2 separate regions of the Ovis aries genome follow, and region 1 is linked to region 2. The links are chromatin contacts, called in public Hi-C maps. All regions are on one chromosome and are shown on one strand. The core of a region is the stretch at or near the end of the contact, and the rest is flanking DNA. Distances in the headings are between cores, read along the strand shown.

What was found. A called contact is a pair of places that touch in the nucleus more often than the background predicts.
Region 1: a contact with region 2 is called in a Hi-C map of hypothalamus, with 6 times the contacts expected there. The contact joins the promoter of KLF10 here to the promoter of ATP6V1C1 in region 2. A contact is called at or near these places in 2 of 16 Hi-C or Micro-C datasets (hypothalamus and liver).

What each region holds. Positions count from the first base shown.
Region 1 is chr9:74,717,415-74,724,461 of ARS-UI_Ramb_v3.0, forward strand. KLF10 (KLF transcription factor 10) reads left to right here and starts at 2,781. Exons shown (of 4, transcript XM_027973155.2): 1 at 2,781-2,944; 2 at 5,696-5,932; 3 at 6,041-6,953. The coding sequence starts at 2,906. LOC121820352 (a long non-coding RNA gene) reads right to left here and starts at 2,276. Exons shown (of 3, transcript XR_009594999.1): 1 at 1,765-2,276.
Region 2 is chr9:74,400,329-74,406,513 of ARS-UI_Ramb_v3.0, forward strand. It overlaps ATP6V1C1 (ATPase H+ transporting V1 subunit C1), which reads right to left and starts at 3,647. Exons shown (of 14, transcript XR_009594993.1): 1 at 3,500-3,647.

The DNA of each region.
Region 1 (7,047 bases), core at 1,531-4,030, 320 kb after region 2:
CGGTAGGAGCAAAGGATCATTTTTTAAGTACAGATAATCAGGATTGGATCATGACTTTTGAAAAGCCCACTCTAGTTTCAGTGTTTGCCATTGTTTCAGAGTTTGCCATTGGCGTGCCAGCGGGGCTGGGGTGGGGGCTGTATGAGGGGAGTGCAGGTTCTTTAAGCAAGCATTGATGACAGACTGACATAGAGTGACATTTGAGGGGTACAAGTGGAAAGTGAGGGGCGAGAGACATTTCTGAGGCAAAACTGCTCAGAACTGGGGACCAACTGAGGAAGACAGTGAAGGCTGGATGGGAGATGAGAAGCCCATATGGGAAGAAGTAAAAATAAGGGCTTTAGTTTTGGCTCCTTTCAGCCTGAGGTGCCTGGGTAACATCTTTCTCTGAATCTCTAGGAATGGTGCCGCCACCACAGTGTTCCTCCTACCCCTTTTCTTTCCGGTTTTGAGTCACTCCCACAAGCCAGAAATGCTCCCTGCTCCTCAGCGTGCAGGAGAACCATGCCAGCAGGCCCCACATTCCCGAGGAAGGGACCGAGGGACCTGGAGGGCCGGCTGCGGCCTCCCCAGGGGCAGCTCCCTGACAGGAAGGCAGGCTGGGCACAGACAGGAGCTTCCTCTGCTGCAGCAGGTGCCCAGGGCCAGCTGCTCCAATACCCCGCAGGCTCACATCAACAGGATGGGACAGCCCAGGCGGAAGGAAGCCCACAGGGAGGGACGCCGGCCGCTGCAGACAGAAGCCGGGGCAGGGGATGAAGGGGAGACAGGAAGAGCTGCCTGAGCTGCTGAGCTGGCGCCCCTCCAGCAGATTCAGGAGAGGCAGTGACAGGCGGCCATTCAGTCCTCCTTCCCTCTCTCAGTGGGCATCTCTAGCCCTGGTTGATCCTATTATTATTACTACTACTGTTGTTGGTTAGCCTGGGCCTGTTTCTAAAATATTTAATTCATTGGTTTTCTTTTTTCTTTTTTTTTTGCTTTCTGGCCATGCCTGGAGGCTTGCAGGATCTCAGTTCCCCAACCAGGGGTTGAACCCAGGCTATGGCAGTGAAAGCACCCAGTCCAAACCACTGAAACGCCAAGGGATTCCCTAGTTTATTCCTTTTCTATACTCATTTTTGTGATTATTGGGAAAGAAAAGACACTTACATCCTCAGCCTTTCAGTTACACGGAGAAGTGAGGCAGCTGGAGGGAAGGGCAGTGACTTCTGCCCCCGGTTAGCCAGTCCCAAGGAGTGGCTTTAAGTTTGTTTTAAGCCGCGCTATCACCCAAAGGGAGCCGACAAGGAGCCAAAGCAGAACCACAGGCTCGCAGTTAGGCTCGCAGTCCGGAGGCCCCAGACCGCCTCTGACCTGGTTCGGGATGGGGGTTGTGGAGGTGTGGCTGGGGCTTTCGCGGGACCGAGAGCACGGGGTTTCATGACTTCCTGAGACGGTAAAGTGTCTTGCTTACAATGGGGGAGACCTGGGTTCGATCCCTAGATTGGGAAGACCTCTGGAGAAGGACATGGCAACCCACTCCAGTACTCTTGCCTGGAAAATCCCATGGACAGAGGAGAGTGGTGGGCTACAGTCCACGGGGTCGCAAAGAGTCGGACAGGACTGAGCGACTTCATTTTTCCCAAGGCAACCCACTCCCTGGCGTGCCCTGGCTGGCGCCTCGTGACCCTAGAAGACCCCGCCCCTCCCCATCACCACCAGCAGTTTCCCGGCAGGGCGTTTCCGGAGGCCATGGCCCAGGGTAGGTGTGGGGGTAGGGCCTACCTTTGAAACAGCTTGTAGACTGCAATTTAAACTTTACACCGAGCTCAAAACTCGGTTCTGCAACTGAGAGTCGGTTCCAGAGAAAGATTAAAAAAAACTCTGGCCTATGGCTCCCCAGCACCCGCACTGGTCTAGTTTTCGGGGCTTCCTGCAGTCCCCACACCATTCTCTCCACAGCCCTGGAGGAAGGATGGGCGGGGCGGACGGGGCGGGCAACGCCGCCGGCAGGGCAGATGGAGAGGGCGAGCCAGCGCCTGCGGCCCGGGCGTGGGCGGGGGGGCGCAGGAGCAGGTGTCCGCTCGGTGACAGGATTCCCTTTCCCTCGCCTCCACTTCCCTGGTGCTACTCATGCTTCAGCGAGGCAAAAACCCAGCAACTGCTCCAGAAATGCAGCTCGGTCGGTCACCAGGCTCTCCTTTCTCGCCAGACGCGCAAGAGGACGGGGCGCTTCCAAATGCAAATCTCTTGGCTCTGGACCCTTGGCTTGCAGCCGCCGCCTCCCCCGCCTGGCCACCCGGCGTCCCGCCCACCCCGTGGCGGCGGCGGCCCGAGATGGGACCTCGCCCGCGGAGGGGAATGGGCGGAGCGGGCATCCCTCCCCACCTCCCACGTGGGCCTGGCTCTCCGCGGAGAGCCTGGGCGCGCCGCGGCGGCCGCGCCTCCGGGCTGGGCTCGGGTTCCTGGCGCCGCCCCACCCCCGGCCCAGGGAAGGGGACTGCAAGCCGGGGAGGGAGAGTGGGGGTGGGTGAGGGGTGGGGGCCGCGTCCACAGAGTCAGGTGGTGGCGGGAGTTCCCTCGGGCTGGGCCCGGGGAAACGCGCTGCCAGGGGATTGTGTACACGCTCCACTGACACAAGCTTCACGCTGCCGGGCAGCCGCTGATCACGCGTGGCCCCGCGAGCCCATTGGCCGGCGCCTCACACACCTTTGTCGCTGATTGGCCGGCCCCAGGCTCCGCCCCCACCCCCGCCCGCGGCTCGGGGCAGGCGGAGCGGCTACCTGAATGGGGAGGGGGGCAGACGGCGCGGAGCGCAGCGGCGGCGGGAGCGGCGTCGAGTGTCTCCGGGCGCCCGTCTGTGGCCAGGCAGCCAAGGACAGCCTTGCAGCCAGTCAGCTCATCGCCGGCGGCCGGGCAGCCAACCATGCTCAACTTCGGCGGCGCTTCTCTCCAGCAGGCTACGGTAAGTCACCTGGGGATGCCCCAAGCCCTTCTCTTGCCTCCCTGCGTCCGGGGAGACCCCCGAGCCCCTGACATCAGCCTCGCCTGAGGACAGAGGTTGCAGGGGAGTCGTGGAAGAGGAAGAGGGGCTTCCCGCCTGCAGACTGGGCATTGGTGACGGCGTGTGTGTAGCGGAGCGGGGGACGGGAGGGGTTTCTGGAGAAGCAGGCTGGGAGCTAGAGACGAAGTGAGAGAGGGTCTCGCTCGAGGTGTAAGGAGGGGAAGGGAACAGCTCCGCTGGGAGACTGGAAGCAGGTGAGGGGGGTGGGATGACTGGAGGGGCGGGAAGAGTGAGGAGACTGGGGTTGGGGGGCTGGCTGCCCTGTCAGCGAGACTAGGAGGCGTGGAAGTACCGGAGAGGGGGATAAGGGGGCCACCTTGCACCTGGCGCCGGGGGGAAGAGATGCCTCCGTCTGGATAAGGAACGCGCCCCAGGCTGGGAGGGGGCTGCTCTAGGGCATGTGAGGGATGGGGAGTCCACCGGAGAGGAGAGGGGGACTCCCCATCTCGGGGGGTCTTGAACGGAGGCTTGCAGGACTGGGGCTACCCAGCAGATAGCGGGGGTGCTGTGGGGAGGGGCGCCCGGCGTGGGTGCAAGGGGATGGCACGCGGGCCCGGGGAGTTTACCCCACCCCAGACGTCTGGAGGGGACTCCCTTATCTCCGGAACAGGCAGGCAGGTGGCCTCCTCCAGAGGACGCCTTGGCGGGGGGAGGGGGCCTCGGAGCCGCCTTGGCGACAGTAGATGGAAGGGATGGGAAGCGGGACCCCAGCATCGGGGTGGGGAAGGTGGGCGGGGGGAGCCGGGGCTGCGAGACGCGGGGGCAGCGCTCCGAGGCGGGAGCCGCCGGCCGTGGGGCCGCGCGCCTGGAACTGGGCCTGTTGGGGGCTGCACGTCTGGGAACTCGTGGAGATGCTGGGCTCGGCGCGGGGGTGTTGGGGGGGCCAGAGCTGCCGGAAACCGTGGGGACGCGGGGGGCGCCGCGTCTTCGGGGCGAGTCGGGGTGGTCTGAGATCCCGTGGGCGGCGTGGGCGGGAAGCGCCGAGGGCTCGGCCGGGTCCCCGGGGGCTGCGGCCGGAGGAGGGCGGGGGCCGGGTTTCCGCGGGGACCTGGCTCCTCCTCCGGCAGCTGAGGCGGAGGCCGGGGGGTGGGCCGGGAACGGATGCGCCGGGGGAGCTTCTCGTCCCCGAGTGACCCAGCCCGAGCCTCCGCCAGGGCGGGAGCGAGGCCCGGCCCCGCAGTCGGTTCCTAAGGGAACGGTGGGGAGCTGGAAGGGGCGGGCGCGCCGGGAGCCGGGCGCCCGCGGCCCCGCCTCTCCCCGCAGGCCCAGGCGCGCACGGCCGGGCGGTTGGCGGCGGCGCCCGCGGCCCCTCCCCCGGGCCGTCGCGAGGGCGGGGGCCCCGCGGGCTCAGGAAGTAGGTGAAAGGTGACGGCGCGGCAATTCCCAGTTCACGTTTCCTGCGCCGCCCGGAGCAGCCGCTGATCACGCTTTGTTCACATGCCTCGCCCCCCGCCTCCTCCTCCGCGCCCCCGCCCTCCGCCGCCCAGCCAATCCCAGCTCGGGCCGCCCGGCTGGCTGGCCAATGACGGGGGCAGGGACGCGGGGACGTGCGAGCGGGCGAGGAATGTTCCCAGTGACTCACCCGCGAGCCTCATTGAGGTTAGGGCGGCCCCATCCGTCTGTCCCCGCCAGCGAGGATCTCCCCCGCCGCCCACCCCCGCCCCTTGTCTGCTTCCCTCCCCCACCCCCCGGCCCACGCCCTCGCCTCCGCCCGCGCTTCCCTTTCCTGCCTCCCTCGCGCCCCACTCCTTTTCCTCTCCCCTCCCGGCTTCTCTTCCTGCTCTTCCCAGCGCATACTCTTTCTCTCCTGCCTAGCCTTTTCTCTTTTTTTTTCCCTTTTGCGCTGGCGTCTTGAGGCTTTTACACATACATGCGCTGTCCGTTGCAGCTTACGTAAAAGGCGCGCGATTATGCAATTGCATTGTTAGCTATATTTCAAGAGTGGTAATAGCTTCTTAAAGGTTTCTACACGAAGGGTTTTAAAACAAGAGTTGAGAACAATTCCTAGCAATGTAAAGAATATTTTTCGGTGTTTTTACACAGTCTCTACTTAAACCAAAAAATGGGGTCACGTTAATGGAAAATTGAAGAGATGGAGGGCGGTAACCTAAGCAACTTCAGTATGAAGCATTAATATCTGATGGGAGGAGTTGTTCAAATAAATACAAAGCATGTGCTGTTATTTCTATCATGGAGCAGTTCTTTAAACAGTTAAAATAAGATTCTATTTTGACTATTGCAGATTCCTTACAGAGTTATTTTTGCAAATTTTGGTCAAATAATAAATTTTCTGATTTTGTGTGTGTGTGTGTGTTATTGGATCAGCTGGTCATAGACTCCTGTTGCAGTTGGCTACTCTGGAAAGAACATAAAATGTTTTTTTTTACAAGTCAAGCAGTTCTCTTTTGAATGACAAGTGCATTGTTACCTTTAACCTTAGGTCCCCTTGATAGTAATAAGTTCCTTGCAAGGTTATCCATGTTCAAGCCTAAATTTGAGAGGAAGAATGGAAAAGATTTTTTCACTACTACTATGAGAAGAATTTTTATCTTGAAAAGCTGTGTAGATTGTAAAAAAAAAAAAGCACATTACTCTGAGTGTCATGTGGATGACAAACAGTATGCTTATAACATGAGTCTTTTGTATTTATAGGAGGAAAGAATGGAAATGATCTGTGAAAGATCAAAAGAGAGTGTGTATTCCTGGAACAAAACTGCAGAGAAAAGTGACTTTGAAGCTGTAGAAGCACTTATATCAATGAGTTGCAGTTGGAAGTCTGATTTTAAGAAATACATTGAAAACAGACCCGTCACTCCAGTGTCTGATACATCAGAGGAAGAGAATCTACTTCCTGGTACACCTGATTTTCATACCACAATCCCAGCATTTGTAAGTATTGTTGTTTCAAAGATGAATGTAAATGATAATGCCTCTTACAGTTTATATCATGACCTGGACCGTTCTTCACGCTGTTGACTGTATTTCTCTTCTCTGTAGTGTTTGACTCCACCTTACAGTCCCTCTGACTTTGAACCTTCTCAAGTGTCAAATCTGATGGCACCAACGCCACCTACTGGACACTTCAAATCATTGTCAGATCCTGCCAAGCCTCACATTGCTGCTGTACCTTTCAAAGAGGAGAAGAACCCTGTACCTGCCCCCAAACTCCCCAAGGCTCAGGCAACCAGTGTGATTCGTCATACAGCTGATGCCCAGCTGTGTAACCACCGATCTTGCCCCGTGAAAGCAGCCAGCATCCTCAACTATCAGGACAATTCATTTCGGAAAAGAACCCACCTGAACCCTGAGGCTGCAAGAAAAAATATACCTTGTGCCGCTGTGTCACCAAACAGGTCCAAACGTGAGAGAGACACAGAGGCAGATGTCGAAGAGAAACCGAGCCCCGCTGCACTTTATGACTTTCCCATGCCTTCCTCAGAGACCGTCATCTGCCGACCTCAGCCGGCCCCCGCGTCCCCACAGAAGTCGGTCTTGGTCTCTCCACCCGCAGTGTCCACAGCGGGAGTGCCCCCTGTGCCGGTCATCTGCCAGATGGTTCCCCTCCCTGCACACAACCCCGTCGTGACGACAGTCGTCCCCAGCACGCCGCCCAGTCAGCCGCCAGCTGTCTGCCCACCTGTCGTATTCATGGGCACTCAGGTGCCCAAGGGCGCTGTCATGTTTGTGGTGCCCCAGCCGGTCGTTCAGAACCCAAAGCCTCCGGTGGTGAGCCCAAATGGCACCAGACTCTCTCCCATTGCCCCTGCCCCCGGGTTTTCCCCTTCCTCAGCGAAAGTCACTCCTCAGATTGACTCATCGAGGATAAGAAGTCACATCTGTAGCCACCCAGGATGCGGCAAGACCTACTTTAAAAGTTCTCATCTGAAGGCCCACATGAGAACGCATACAGGTACCAGCCATTTCTTACTTAGGTCTGAGAAATTTGGGTGATGTTTTTTTGACAGTGATCACAAATGTAAACCAGGGATGTTAAGAGAGAACTG
Region 2 (6,185 bases), core at 2,397-4,896:
TACTTGATTCCTTCGAGGAAGATGGTATCACCACCCTTATTTGCAGATGAGAGGGCAGTTAATGAAGTCTTGCCCAAGGTTGCAGAGCTAGTGACTACATACATTTTACATGCAAGTTTACTAAAACACCACTCTTAACCTCTATGCCCCCAACATATAGTAGAGGGCCTGTCACTAAGAAGCACTCAGGTATATGTTCAACAGATAAAGGATGCCATCACAAAGGGTGTTTTACAACCAAATTGTACCTCTCTCCTCAAGGAGAAGTATGGAAATGTCTGAGATCATTTTAGGTTGTCCCAACATGGGGGGTCACTACCACCATTTAGCAGCTGGTGGCCAAACAAGAGGCAGTTCTGTCCAAAATGCCAACAACACCCATGGAGAAACACTAAACTATAGGCTAGCTCGTTAACAACAACAAAACACTGTCATGGTTAAGTCAATCTACCTGTTAACCACCTTTATTTACAAATAATTTCCTATTCATGGATAGTTTGCATAAAGTATCTTAAAAGATACATCAACCTCTTTCTATAAAATACCATTTTTACATTTGTCTAGCATTTTATTTTCAAATACAGAGCTAAGGTCGCATCTTCTGGTCTATAATGGAACCAAGGCACCTCTCCTCCACTGCCCTAAGGACTCCTCTTGGAACTCAATAAATATACAGCAGATTTGCTACACCTGTGGAACAGAATTTTGCTTCATTATCAAGAATAGAGTTTGAATTTTCTAGTTCCAAGGATCACTCATGTCGAAAAGAAAATTTAGATTGCCTGGTTTCACTGCTTGAGCTGTCTTTCCAAGAGCACCATGCTAATGGTTTCTACTATGTCTTTAAAATATCAGTGAAATGTGACCTGAACATGAATTAGATTGTAAATAAAAAGGTATAAAGTTGCACAGCCAAAGAGTGAAAAGGTATACTCTGGCAGACAGATTAGAACACGTACAAAAACAAAATTCAACTAAGAGGTATGTATTTCCATTGGGTCACAAAGAGTCAGACATGACTGAGGGACTGAACACACACACACACACACACACACACACATTTGGTGCAAACTGTAGTTACCCCTAAGCAGTACAGTTCAGTTCAGTCACTCCAGTCGTGTCTGACTCTCTGCAACCCCATGAATCACAGCACGCCAGGCCTCCCTGTCCATCACTCCATCCTGGAGTTCACTCAGATTCAAGTTCATCGAGTCAGTGATGCCATCCAGCCATCTCATCCTCTGTCGTCCCCTTCTCCTCCTGGCCCCAATCCCTCCCAGCATCAGTCTTTTCCAATGAGGCAACTCTTTGCATCAGGTGGCCAAAGTACTGGAGTTTCAGCTTTAGCATCATTCCTTCCAAAGAAACCCCAGGGCTGATCTCCTTCAGAATGGACTGGTTGGATCTTCTTGCAGTCCAAGGGACTCTCAAGAGTCTTCTCCAACACCACAGTTCAAAAGCATCAATTCTTCAGCACTCAGCTTTCTTCACAATCCAACTCTCACATCCATACATGACCAAGCAGACTCAAGCTCAAAAGGAAGACTGATCACTTAGGGACTGGTGGACCACAAGGAGACCCTTTGGCAAAGGTTTATTTTGGCATTCCAGCTTTGCTCTTTGGCCAATGCAATTATTTACAAAGTTGTGGAAATAATCAGAGAATCAGACTTTTGAAGCCCAAATGTTTCTTTTCAGGTAGAGAGAACTAATGTAAATAAGGCTCCGAAGACTGACAACAAATAATAAAAGCGATCATTTACTGCCCAGTTCTATACACGAACCATCTAGCTCACAGCATTCACTTTAGTCAGATCCCGAGTACTGTTTCTTTAGATTTTATCTAGTCCCTGCAAGATACACCGGGGAGAGAAAAAGATCCCGGGGTTCTGAGACATAAACCCGAGGTTCCCTCTTGAGCACAATTTGAGACGTGCTGGTTGCCAGAGAACCGTGATTGACAAGTTGAGCACCTTCTGCCCACCCTGCTGCTTATTATCTCCTCCAGCTGAACTGTACACTGAACAGCTTCACCCAAACTAACTAAAAAGCGGTTTTTAAAGCACTGACCACCGCTGCAGAATCCCTTTGAAGCTGTCCTACTCAAGTTTCACCGAAAGTGCTGAATCAAAGGTAAGAATGCACTAGGAGAAACTCACCCTTCTCTCTAGAGAGACTGTGGTTAAGTACTGGGCAGGTAATTGGCAGTCAGAAGACAGTAAAAGTTACGCTAGACTTAAAACACATCATCTGATCTGTTTCTAGATCCAAGAGTCTATCTAGATAGGTCCCAGTCTACACGATGAATGGCACTTTCATCTACTTCCTCTCAAAGACCTGTGAGAACAAAACAAACAAGAAAGGGACTTCCTGGACGGCCCCGGCGGTGAAGGATCTGACTCGCAATGCAGGTGACATGGGTTCGATCCCCGGCCAGGAAGCTCCCACATGCCTCAGGACAACTGAACCACGACTACTGAGCCAGCGCGCTAGAGTTTGTGCTTCACAAGAAAGCACACAGCTTGAGAAACCTGCACACCACAGCTAGGGAGTATCACCCCCGCGGCAACTGGAGAAAGCCGGCTCACAAGGAAGACCCAGCGCAGTAAAACACACAATAATTTAAAAAACAAAAACGTAATTCCTGTGACTGTTGTTCAATAAAAGGTATTCGGGAGTAGAGTACCAAAGGATAAGTTCGGAAGGCAGAAACAGATCTTCACAAAAGAGTCTCCCCAACCCCCAAATGATCCAACATCTCCTGTGTACTTCAGGGCTGTTTGCGGTGGGCGGGGGGGGGGGGGGGGGTTAGTTACAATGACCCTCAGTGAGGGGTGCAAACAATCTAATCTTTTCTCCCTTTGCTCTTCTGTTTCTAGGGGATTCAATTCGCCTGTGTGACTCTCTCCTCCAGTTCCTTTTCACGGTTTCTTGCCTACTCTTCCCCCATTCTAAAACAAACAAACAAACAAACAAACAACCACGGTCTGAGTTCTCTGGAATCCCTTTTTTTCCCCGTCACAGGGACCCTGCGTCCTCGGTGAGGGTCTCCTAGACCCTCTAAACTGCCATCACCTTATTCGCAAGCACGTACGCCCAGGGGAGACTGTCCCGCTCGCTGTGACCTCACACACACCACCCCGGATCCTTATCTGGGCCACTGTTACCTTTCGTCTCCCTGAGCGAGGATTCGCTGTGACCCTTACCCCAACCCAAGGAGAAACGCCTCAGACCCGCAGTGTTTATGCCTGCCTCTGCCACAGAACAGTCCCTAGGGCCCTTTCTCTTTTCCCCTCCTTCCCTTCCCCTTAAGAGACAGAACCCAGGCCCACGGCGGCGACAAACTCGCGCTAAGAAACCAGACACGGCCGCACAGCCGGCGGCTCCAACGCCACAGTCTCGGCCCCCGCGCCCGCCCCCATCCCTCCCAAGAGGCGACCGCAGCGCGAGCTTCGGCCCGGCCGGCGTTTCCGAGGCGGGGTAGCCATCGCTCACTGACCCACGGAAGTGTCAAACGAGGACGTGGCTGCAGTAACAGGCAGAGAGGCGGACAGCCTGGCAGGCGTTAACGGCTCAGCGCTCCATCCCTCCCCGACCTAAGCTCCGGCCTCACGGCTTCCTCGACCCCGGCGCCTACGGAGCAAGTCACGTGCCAGCCGGGACGGTCAGCTGACCGCGGCGCGCGCCGCCCCGCCTACGTGCGCCGCTCCGCCTATGCGCGCGCCACTGCGCAGCCGCCCCGGCCGAGCCCACGGAAGAGGGGCGGGGCTGGGAGGCTCCCCGAGAGTCTGAGCAGGGGGAGCTCTTCCGGGGTGGGTGGGGTTTCTGCTTCTGGAGGTCCGCCCGAGTCCCGTCCGCAACCTGTGAATTTCATCGCTGCCATCCTTAGGGTTACCCCACTTCTTTTCACGTTTCTGCGGCTTGGAATTTGCCTCCAGACTTCTCCACTCAGGATTTTGTTCGGACAGCCCGGTTTTCTGAGTAATACCCTTAAGAGTTCCCTTCAGCCTCTGATGCACCTTTTCTTTACAGTCCACTTCGAGTTAATCCCATACGTGTCCTTGGAGCATTTACTATGCGCTCGTCATTGTGCTCATTTTCTTAGGATTGTCTACCGGCGTGAATCACTCCTTGCAGAAGAGAGCTTGTAATCTAGTTCGGGCGTCTGTTGTGGGGCATGTGATAAACATCGGATGGTTGGAACCACAGTAGATAAAAATGAAAACCAAACAAGATTACAGGGCAGAGGCACGGACAGGAGAAATCATATCCTTTGGAAGAAAAAGATAGCAAGCCGCTCTTCTGAGCCGTGCATATTTCATTAGCTTAGGAAGGTAGGTGGTATTATTCTGGTTCAGAACATAATTTAGAAACGTTCAGTTCAGTTCAGTCGCTCAGTCGTGTCCGAATCTTTGCTACCCCATAAATTGCAGCACGCCAGGCCTCCCTGTCCATCACCAACTCCCGGAGTTCACCCAAACTCATGTCCATCGAGTCGGTGATGCTATCCAGCCATCTCATCCTCTGTGGTCCCCTTCTCTTCCTGCCCCCAATCCCTCCCAGCATTAGAGTCTTTTCCAATGAGTCGGCTCTTGCATGAGATGGCCAAAGTACTGGAGTTTCAGGGTTAGCGTCATTCCTTCCAAAGAACACCCAGGACTGATCCTTTAGAATGGACTAGTTGGGTCTCCTTGTAGTCCACGGGACTCTCAAGAGTCGTCTCCAACACCATAGTTCAAAAGCATCAATTCTTTGGCGCTCAGCTTTCTTTACAGTCCAACTCTCACATCCATACATGACCACTGGCAAAACCATAGCCTTGACTAGACGGACCTCAGTCGGCAAAGTAATGTCTCTGCTTTTCAATAGGCTATCTAGGTTGATCATAACTTTCCTTCCAGGGAGCAAGCCTGTTTTAATTTCATGGCTGCAATCACCATCTGCAGTGATTTTGGAGCCCCCTAAAATAAAGTCAGCTGCTGTTTCCACTGTTTCCCCATCTATTTGCCATGAAGTGATGGGACCAGATGCCATGATCTTAAGTTTTCTGAATGTTGAGCTTTAAGCCAACTGTTTCACTCTCCTCTTTCACTTTCATCAAGAGGCTTTTTAGTTTCTCTTCACTTCTTGCCATAAGGGTGGTGTCATCTGCATATCTGAGGTTATTGATATTTCTCCCGGAAATCTTGATTCCAGCTTGTGCTTCTTCCAGCCCAGTGTTTCTCATGATGTACTCTGCATAGAAGTTAAATAAGCAGGGTGACAATATACAGCCTTGACGTACTCCTTTTCCTATTTGGAACCAGTCTGTTGTTCCATGTCCAGTTCTAACTGTTGCTTCCTGACCTGCATATAGGTTTCTTAAGAGGCAGGCCAGGTGGTCTGGTATCCCCATCTCCTTCAGAATTTTCCACAGTTTATTGTGATCCACACAGTCAAAGGCTTTGGCATAGTCGATAAAGCAGAAATAGATGTTTTTCTGGAACTCTCTTCCTTTTCCATGATCCAGCGGATGTTGGCAGTTTTATCTCTGGTTCCTCTGCCTTTTCTAAAACCAGCTTGAACATCTGGAAGTTCACAGTTCACATATTGCTGAAGCCTGGCTTGGGGAATCTTGAGCATTACTTTAGTAGCATGTGAGATGAGTGCAATTGTGCGGTAGTTTGAACCTTCTTTGGCATTGCCTTTCTCTGGAATTGGAATGAAAACTGACCTTTTCCAGTCCTGTGGCCACTGCTGAGTTTTCCAAATTTGCTGGCATATTGAGTGCAACACTCACAGCATCATCTTTCAGGATTTGAAATAGCTCAACTGGAATTCCATCACCTCCACTAGCTTTGTTCGTAGTGATGCTTTCTAAGGCCCACTTGACTTCGAGTTCCAGGATGTCTGGCTCTAGGTGAATGATCACACCATTGTGATTATCTGGGTCATAAAGATCTTTTTTGTACAGTTCTTCTGTGTATTCTTGCCACCTCTTCTTAACATCTTCTGCTTCTGTTAGGTCCATACCATTTCTGTCCTTTATTGAGCCCATCTTTGCATGAAATGTTAGAGAACTTTTTAATTCAGTTTTTGATTTTGATTCCTATTGTGCGATTCATTTCAAATACTTTCCCTACGTAGTTTCATTGAAACATTATATCTTTTTCCCTTGAAGAAATTATGAGGAAAAAACAAATCTT